Linked DNA regions of Oryctolagus cuniculus: region 2 is linked to region 1. A link is a contact called in public Micro-C data. All regions are on one chromosome and are shown on one strand. Each heading gives the region's core, a stretch centred on a gene start, on an enhancer-like site or on the middle of the called end of the contact. The rest is flanking DNA. Distances are from core to core; before and after follow the strand shown.

Region 1 (4,027 bases), core at 755-3,254:
GGCTGATCCGAAGCCAGGACGAGGGTGCAGGGGCCCAAGGACTTGGGCCATCTTGTACTGCTCTCCCAGGCCACAGCAGAAAGCCAGATGGGAAGTGGAGCAGCTGGGACTCGAACCGGCGCCCATATGGGATGCTGACGCTGCAAGCAGAGGCTCTACCTGCTATGCCACAGCGCCAGCCCCCAAAGCCCTTGGGTTTTAATGCCTACCCCAACCAGGCCAGGCCATTGTGCCTCCGAGGTTGCAAAGCCCCGGGGCTCTGAGGGAGTCTCCTGAGGTCTCCTAGGGCTCCCCTGTGGGGAAGTCAGCTGAGAAGCCAGGGGGCTGGGAGCCCTGCGCTGAGAGAGGGCATCTTGTCCTCGCCTCCAGCTGGTGGTTGCTAAGAATAATACTGCGGGGAGGAAACCTGGAAATCAATATTGTTCCAGGCGGTTTTCCAAGGCTGAAATCTTGGCAGCCACCGGCTAAGTGTCTAGGTAGGGCACAGGTCAAAGTGGTGTCCGTGGGCCAGCAGAGGAAACTCACGGCAAGGGCCAGTGTTGAGGTGCCACAGGTGCAGCCACCACTCGTGATGCCAGTGTCCCACTGCCGTGCAGCACCAGTTCAAGTCCTGGCTGCTCCGCTTCTGATCCAGCACCCTGCTAATGCCTGGGAAAGCAGCAGAGGACAGCCCAAGTGCTTGGGCCCCTGCCACCCATGTGGGAGACCCAGATGCAATTCCTGGCTCTTAGCTTCGGCATATTGTACAGATAACACAGCCTTGAGCACAAGACCCGCACGCTGCTTGGCGCCAGGGGTCCAGGGGCACGTGAATCTCTTGCTCCCATTGTCTGTGGCCCAGGCAGGAGCCCCTCGCCAGAGACCACACAGCGGGGACCAGAGGGGCCTGTGTGAGACTCAGGACCCCCGGGTCCACTTGCTCACCCTGCAGCCCCGACCCGGCCCCCACTGTGGTGTGCTGTGCTGGGCCCTTGCCCCTGAACGTGTGTGTCAGGGTGCCTGCGCCCGTGTGTTTGTTTTCTTTTGTTTTTCATGCAAAGAAAACAAACCCAAGTCCGCCACAGCCTGCGTTTCAACATCGCTGAGAGCTGTGGAAGCCGGTAATTCCCCAGGACAGGAAGGATTTCCGGTTGGACTTAATGCCCACGTTCAGAGGCAGCTGGCTGTCCAGGGCAGAGTGCACCAGAGCGGGCCTAGGGGCCCCAGGAGGATGGCCCCACTCTGGGCCCAAGCTGAGGTGCCCCTGGCGGGGCAAGAGCTCACCTCGGGTCACCGGGGACAGGTGGCTGAGCCAGGAGCTGAATCCCTGGTCCCAGGCTCCCGCACCCTCAGACCTCCCCGCTCTGTGCCAGGGGTGCCCGTCATTCCCCCAGCAGACCGAGGGCACCCAGCCCCTCCTGAGGCCAGGCTCAGTGCCCTGGCCAGGCCTGGCCCCACCATGAGTCGCCCTGACCCTGGGTGGGGGGCGTCCCAATGCCACCCTTGCAGCTGCTGCCTGGCCAGGGCGCCTGCCTGCCTCCCGCAGTGTCTGGGGGCCGGGGAGAAGGAGCCAGGAGGAGTTGAGAGGCGGGGAGGGGCAGGGTGCCAGGATGGGGTGGCCTCCCCACCCCTCCAGAGTCAGGCGTCTGGCTGCTCCCCCAGAGCTCTGGGCTGAGCCAGGAACAGCCTGTTCTGGGGCACAGGGGCCTCTCTGTCACCGCCCCCACCATGGATCCCCAGGCTGGATCCCCAGCCCTGGCCCAACACACACACACACACACATACACACTTGCACATACTCGAAAAGGCACACACACGTACAATCACACACATACACACACACGCATACACACAATTACACACATACACACACACACTCACAGACACCCCTACCCCAGCACTCACGTGTACTAACAACACACACTGCACTCATAAGCACATATACATACTCACACGGACACACCGACAGACACACATGGTTGCACTGAGTGGACCTGTGCCCTCCTCTGCGGCCCGAGTGGCACTGCTGTGGGCAAGGTCCACGGGACCTCCCAGCCAGCGCCCACGCTGGAGCCACGGCCTGGTCCTCCCAGCCAGCGCCCATGCTAGAAGATGAGGAAACTCCAGCTAGGACCCCAGGAAGGTGAGAGAGGCCACGCCCAAGTCCCAGGAAACAGGCAGAGCTCTGCCCACTGGCTCACTCCCTCCATGCCCCACACAAACAGAACAACAAAGACTTGGTCACGCTGAAGCCAGGAGCCAGCAACTCAGTCCAGGTCTCCCACATCCAGGCTTGAGCCACCACGGGCTGCCTCCCAGGGTCTGCCCTAGCAGGAAGCTGGCATTGGGAGCTGGGACTCGAACCCAGGTCCTCTGACAGGGGACACGGGCATCTTAGCCATGAGGCCAAAGGTCCACTCAGCATCATCACTTGACCTTGCACTGGCCCTGTGAGGTGGGGACTTCGACGGGTCCCCTTTTCACAGATGGGGGAGCTAGCAAAGCACAGAGCCCGTCTCTGTGTCCCCTCCCAGAGCCACCCCTGCCCCCATCCCCAGCCCCAGCCCCAGGGGTACAGCAGGTCTGGGGTTCCGCAGCTGTGCTGCCCTTCCAAACTGCCTGGCAGCTTTCCCCATGCCCCTCCACTCCACCCTGGGCCTCACCCCTGCCCAGCCTGCCCGAGAACTCTCCAGTGCAGGTCCCATGCTCACTGGAGGCCTGCGTGGAAGCCAGGCCCAACCCCCAAGGGGCCCCCTCCTTACACCTCCATTCTTGGAAAGTCCCCAGGGGCCCCACGGGGGTGGGGCAGCCCTGCTCCTGCCCCCTCTGTGTCCCAGCATGCAGGCCAGGCCAGCACCTGGGCTCTGTCTCCCTGGGCAGCCCCCAGGAGTTTCCAAGGCCACCTCCCCCATCTCTGCCAGGAGCAGGTCTTTCTGCCCAAGGCCCGGAGCTGAGCAACACTCCGATGCCCACCATCTTTGCTCCCCCCAGGCTCTGGGCAACTTGGTAACCCAGGACCATGCTCATACAGGGGTCACTCGGACCCGATGCCAAATTGCACGTGTCCCCTGAAGCTCTGGAGATGAGATCCAGGACCTGCCATGAACTACTGCGCCCACCTGAGCCGGTAGGGGAGGTCCTGTGACTCCTTTCTCTGCCTCCTTCCCGGCCCCTCCAGCCCAGCGCCTCTGGAAGTCTGCACTGTGACCAGCTGGCAGGAACCCCGGGAACCCGCGCCTGGCTCCCGGGATGGGGCTGGGGTTTGCAGGCGCCCCTGCTAGCCCAGAGGCCACACTCCTCCCCACCCAGGCACTTCACCCTGTCAACCTAGCTCTCAGGGCTTCTGCCTTCCTTTCCTTGGTGAGGGAGCCTTGCCTAGCGTGTAACTGGGAACAGGACCCCAGCCTGGCACCGCCTTGGAGACTGCTCCCTCCCACTGCGGCTCAGAATTCCCCAGTGAGCGCCTCTGGCACCCAGCGGCTGATACCTGCTGCCCCCTGGTGGCTACAGCGGAGACTGCGACTTACTGCTGGTGGGCGCACCTGTGCTGCCTGGGAGACTACGGGGATTTTATTTCCCCACCTCCCGCCCAATCTCAAGGAAGCTTCAACCTGCCCAGTACAGGGCTCCCGGGGCCTCCTGCATCTGCATCTGTGCTTGAGTGAAACTGTCAAATATCAGTTTTCTCCTTGATTAGAAAAATAATGCATGGGGCCCAGCGCTGTGGCGCAGTAGGTTAATCCTATGCCTGCGGCGCCGGCATCCCATATGACCACCATTCAAACCCCGGCTGCTCCTCTTCCAATCAAGCTCTCTGCTATGACCTGGGAAAGCAGTGGAAGATGGCCCAAGCGTTTGAGCCCCTGCACCTGTGTGGGAGACCTGGAAGAACCTCCAGGATCCTGGCTTCAGATTGGCTCAGCTCCGGCCATTGTGGGCATTTGGGGAGTGAACCAGTGGATGGAAGACCTTTCTCTCTGTCTCTCCATCTCACTATCTGTAACTCTGCCTCTCAAATAAATAAATAAATGAAATATTAAAAAAAGCA
Region 2 (4,027 bases), core at 1,125-3,624, 60 kb before region 1:
TCTACCTCTCTCAGTTCCTCTGTGTGTGTCTCTGCCTCTCCAGTAAGTAATTAAAAAAAAAAAAAGATTTATTTATTTATTTGAAAATCAGAGTTACATAGAGGGAGAAGGGGAGAGAAAGAGAGAGAGAGAGAGGGAGAGAGTCTTCCATCTGCTGGTTCACTCCCCAATTGGCTGCAATGGCTGGAGCTGAGCTGATCCGAAGCCAGGAGCCAGGAGACTCTTCCAGGTCTCTCACGTGGGTGCAGGGGCCCAAGGACTTGGGCCATCTTCTACTGCTTTCCCAGGCCACAGGAGAGAGCTGGATTGGAACTGGAGCAGCCAAGACTCGAACCAGCGCCCATATGGGATGCTAGCACTGCAGGAGGTGGCTTTACCTGCTATACCACAGCGCCGGCCCCTTTCATTGTATTTTGTGAGTTATTTCTTTGGGAATTGTTCTAGGGCTTCTTACACATATTAATGTATCATTCTGAAGCAGACACTGGTTCCAATCCAGCTCTCTACTGTGGCCTGGAAAAGCAGTGGAAGATGGCCCAAGTCCTTGGGCCCCTGCACCTGTGTGGGAGACCTGGAAGAAGCTCCTGGCTCCTGGCTTCGGATCAGCGCAGTTCTGGCCGTGCGGCCATCTGGAGAGTGAACCAGCAGATGAAAGACTGATCTCTCTCTCTCTCTCTCTCTCTCTCTCTCTCTCTCTCTCTCTCTGCCTCTGCTGGATAGGAAGTGGAGCAGTGGGGACTCTAACCGGCACCCATATAGGATGCCAACACTGCAGGCGGTGGCTTTACCTTCCACACCACAGCGCCAGCACCTCAAATAAATAAATTTCTAAAAATTAGTTATCACATTTCCAACAGACATGTGTTTTCTGTTTAAACAAATAGGTTTAACACTGTTCAAAAATATAAAAGGTAGTTTCTAGGTGTGTCTTTGATGCATATAAATAATTAGGTATGATAAGGATACACGCTATATTTTGCATCGAGCATTGCAAATTGTTTTCTTGGAAAGCACGGAGATCTGACATCAGAGGAGCTCTAGCTGGTGGGAAAGGGCCGCACTTGGTGACCCCAGGAGGCTCTCCTGGCGCGGGCATCCATGGATGCGCTTAGGTGCCGGGCCTCGAACAGGGAAAGGGAGAAACCCTCCGGGATCGCTGACCTTTACAAAGCGCCTTCTGCTTTCCAAACCCAACTTGGTGAGCTTGCAAACACCGCCTGGGGCCGGACAGCGATCAACCCCATCCTGCAGAGGGGGAAACGGGCGCCCCCGCAGCGGCCAGTGCCACGCAGAGGTCACTGCAAAGTGAACGCCGCCGGGCCGGACTGGAGGTGGGAAAGATGACTTGGGGCCTCCGCCAGGCAGGCAGGCAGGTCCGCTGGGCGGGCACCGAGCCGCTGGGCCCCGCCGATCGGTCCCAGCGGCCTGGTCGTTAGGGGCCCGTCGCGCCGGGCCGGAGCTCCCCCAGGCTGAGGAGGCCTAACTGGGTTGTCCCGAGGAGCTGGGTGACAGTCGCCTTCCCGGGGGCCCCAGGGCCCAAGCTGAGGTCCCGGCAGCCCGCCGAAGCGCCAGGGGAGGCCCGGGACTGGGGTCCTGGCGGACGAGAGCGGCGAGAGGCGAGGCGGGCCCGGGGCAGAAACAGGAGAAGGCGGAGGGGGTGGAGGGAAGGCGAGGGCAGGGGGCGGGGAGTCCTTCCCCGGGCAGGAACCCCGGCCCCCCCTGGCGCGGCCGGCCCGCGAAGCGATTCCGCAGATGGAAGGAATTAAGTGGGAGGGGGAGGGTCCCGCGGTGCTAGCGAGGGGAGGGAGAAGCGCAGAGAAACATCCGACCAGAAGCAGAGAGACGGAGACGGAGGCGTAGACGCGGACTGCCCGACGGACGGAGAGACCCGGGGCCTGGGAGACCCTGAGACACGGGCCGCAGCGGGCGTGGGGAACAAGGGAGGCGGACGCGAGTCCAGAGGAAAGGACAGCAGTGAGCCTTCGGGCAGGCGAGATGACACTGAAGAGGCCGGGGCGGCACCGAGCTCGCCGCGGGGTCCGGGTGCTGGGTGGGCCGGGCGGCGGCGGGGTGGGGCTAGGAAGGGGGCCGCCCACGGGCCAGCCAGCGCCGCTCTGCACATGCAGATCCGCCCCGGTCGCCTCTCGCCGCGCCCCCTTCATTCCATATTCAACGGAGCAGCCAATGGGGGCGAAAGACGGCGCAGGGTGGGGGCGGGGCCTCCTGAGCCCCCGCCCACGGGGCGGACGCCGAAAGGGTCAGCGTTGAGGCAGATAGCGGATCGCAGGGCGGGGCGGGGCGGGCGGCGCGGCGGGGCGGAGCCGAAAGTTTCCTGCCCAACTTTCGCTGCCTCCTTCCTCCGCCCGCGCGCGCCCCGGCTGCAGTCGGGGGGAGGCGGCGGCGGCGGCGGCGGCTGCGGGCAGCGCGCGGGGCGCAGGGCGCGGGGCGCGGGGCGATCGCCGTCGCGGCCCGGGCGGCTGGCAGCGGGCGCAGGCTCCCCGGTGCCCGCCCCTCCGCTGGAGGGGGGGCGCGAGCGGGCGGCCGGGGAGGGGCCGGCACCGCCGCGGCAAAATGAGCCTGCTGTCGGCCATCGACACGAGCGCCGCCTCGGTCTACCAGCCGGCCCAGCTGCTCAACTGGGTCTACCTGTCGCTGCAGGACACGCACCAGGCCAGTGCCTTCGATGCCTTCCGGCCGGAGCCGCCCGCCGGCGCCGCGCCCCCGGAGCTGGCCTTCGGCAAGGGCCGCCCGGAGCAGCTGGGTTCGCCCCTGCACTCCAGCTATCTCAACAGCTTCTTCCAGCTGCAGCGCGGAGAGGTGGGTGCCCCGCGCTCCCCCCGCCTCGCGCCCCGCCGCTCCGGGCCGCTTCCTATCTGCCCGGCTCTTCCTGGCCCGGCCCTCGCCGACTCCGCACTGCCGGGCCGGGCTTGGCTTGAATTCGTTCAGCTCTGCCAAACTCGCCGCCCCAAGTCCCCGGGGCTCCGGCAGCGCGTCACCTCCCGGCTGAGCCTGGCCCGGAGCAGCTCTGCTTGTCCTGGGGGCTGGGGGGCACGGGTGCGTGTGGCGGGCGTCTGGGGAGGGAGTCTCTCCAAACAGCCGGGTGCGGCCAGGGCGGGGAGCCCCTTCCAAGTGTCCTTCCCACGCCCAGCCCTATCCCCTCCTGGCCACCGCTGGCTGGGACCGGGAGTGCAGATTCTACGGGAAGAGCCTCTGGCAAGGGCCTAGGATCTTTTCTCCTCCGTCCTCGGCGATCCCCAGCCCCTGGAGATCCATGACTCGCCGCTCCTGCTCGTCCCACCCTGGGACCCCCAGCTTCCCGCCCTCTCCCAGCCACATAGGAAGTGGTTTCTGAGGGCTTGACCCCACAGACTGTGCTGTCCCCTGCCCTCCCAGCCTGGAAGGAAATGAAATGGAAATCCTCTTGAGCTCTTGGGAGGGGGACCAGATAGGGGGGAGAGGTTTCAGTTGCCCAGCGCCTTCTACACAAACCTATGCGCCTGTGTTGCAAAGTCTGGCTCTTTGGTGGATTCAGTTACAAAGTGGCCGGGCAGTGCCTGCTTTCCAGCTAGATAAATACACAGATTCCTGACCTCTCAGCCCCTTCCCTGTTGCCTCCTCCCGGCCCACTTGCTTCCTGCCTCATTTGGGAATTGTAGACCTCTCTGTGGTCCCGGCTGCCTCCCCTTGTGGTTCTCCCTGCCCAGGGTGCAGGGGGTGGGTGCTGCTGGAGAGGACACCCGGGGGTTGTTTCCTTCTAGACCTGGGGACTCTGAGTTCTGAATGGGTGGTGGGAGGAGCCCATGGATGCCAGGGTGCGCTGGAGATGAGAGAGGGAGGCAGAGGGTCGCTCTTTCTGGTCTCAACGGCTTCCACTCTGCCATGATTTGCTTGCTGGGTGAGACGTGGAGGTGGAAGACATCGGCTTGAGGCCCATGCGTCCAGGGCTGACCTGTTGACCTCTGTGGGCGGACGTGGGCAGAGTGCAGGGAGGCTGGCCGGGGTGCCTGGTGAAACACCTGTGTGCCAA

The links. Hi-C and Micro-C count contacts between places; a contact is called where the count stands out from the background.
Region 2: a contact with region 1 is called in a Micro-C map of ear pinna, with 2.3 times the contacts expected there. The contact joins the promoter of ZCCHC24 here to the enhancer-like site in region 1. A contact is called at or near these places in 3 of 6 Hi-C or Micro-C datasets (ear pinna, psoas muscle and an unstated tissue).

The regions. Positions count from the first base shown.
Region 1 is chr15:70,089,583-70,093,609 of mOryCun1.1, reverse strand. No RefSeq gene overlaps it. Among named protein-coding and RNA genes, the nearest start is that of PPIF, 11 kb to the right of the region's middle. Within about 2 kb of position 2,004, at least 3 of the 8 cell types and tissues checked have an H3K27ac peak or open chromatin away from gene starts, as enhancers often do. A contact at or near this core is called in ear pinna, where this site is marked.
Region 2 is chr15:70,149,594-70,153,620 of mOryCun1.1, reverse strand. ZCCHC24 (zinc finger CCHC-type containing 24) reads left to right here and starts at 2,374. Exons shown (of 4, transcript XM_002722890.5): 1 at 2,374-2,817. The coding sequence starts at 2,572.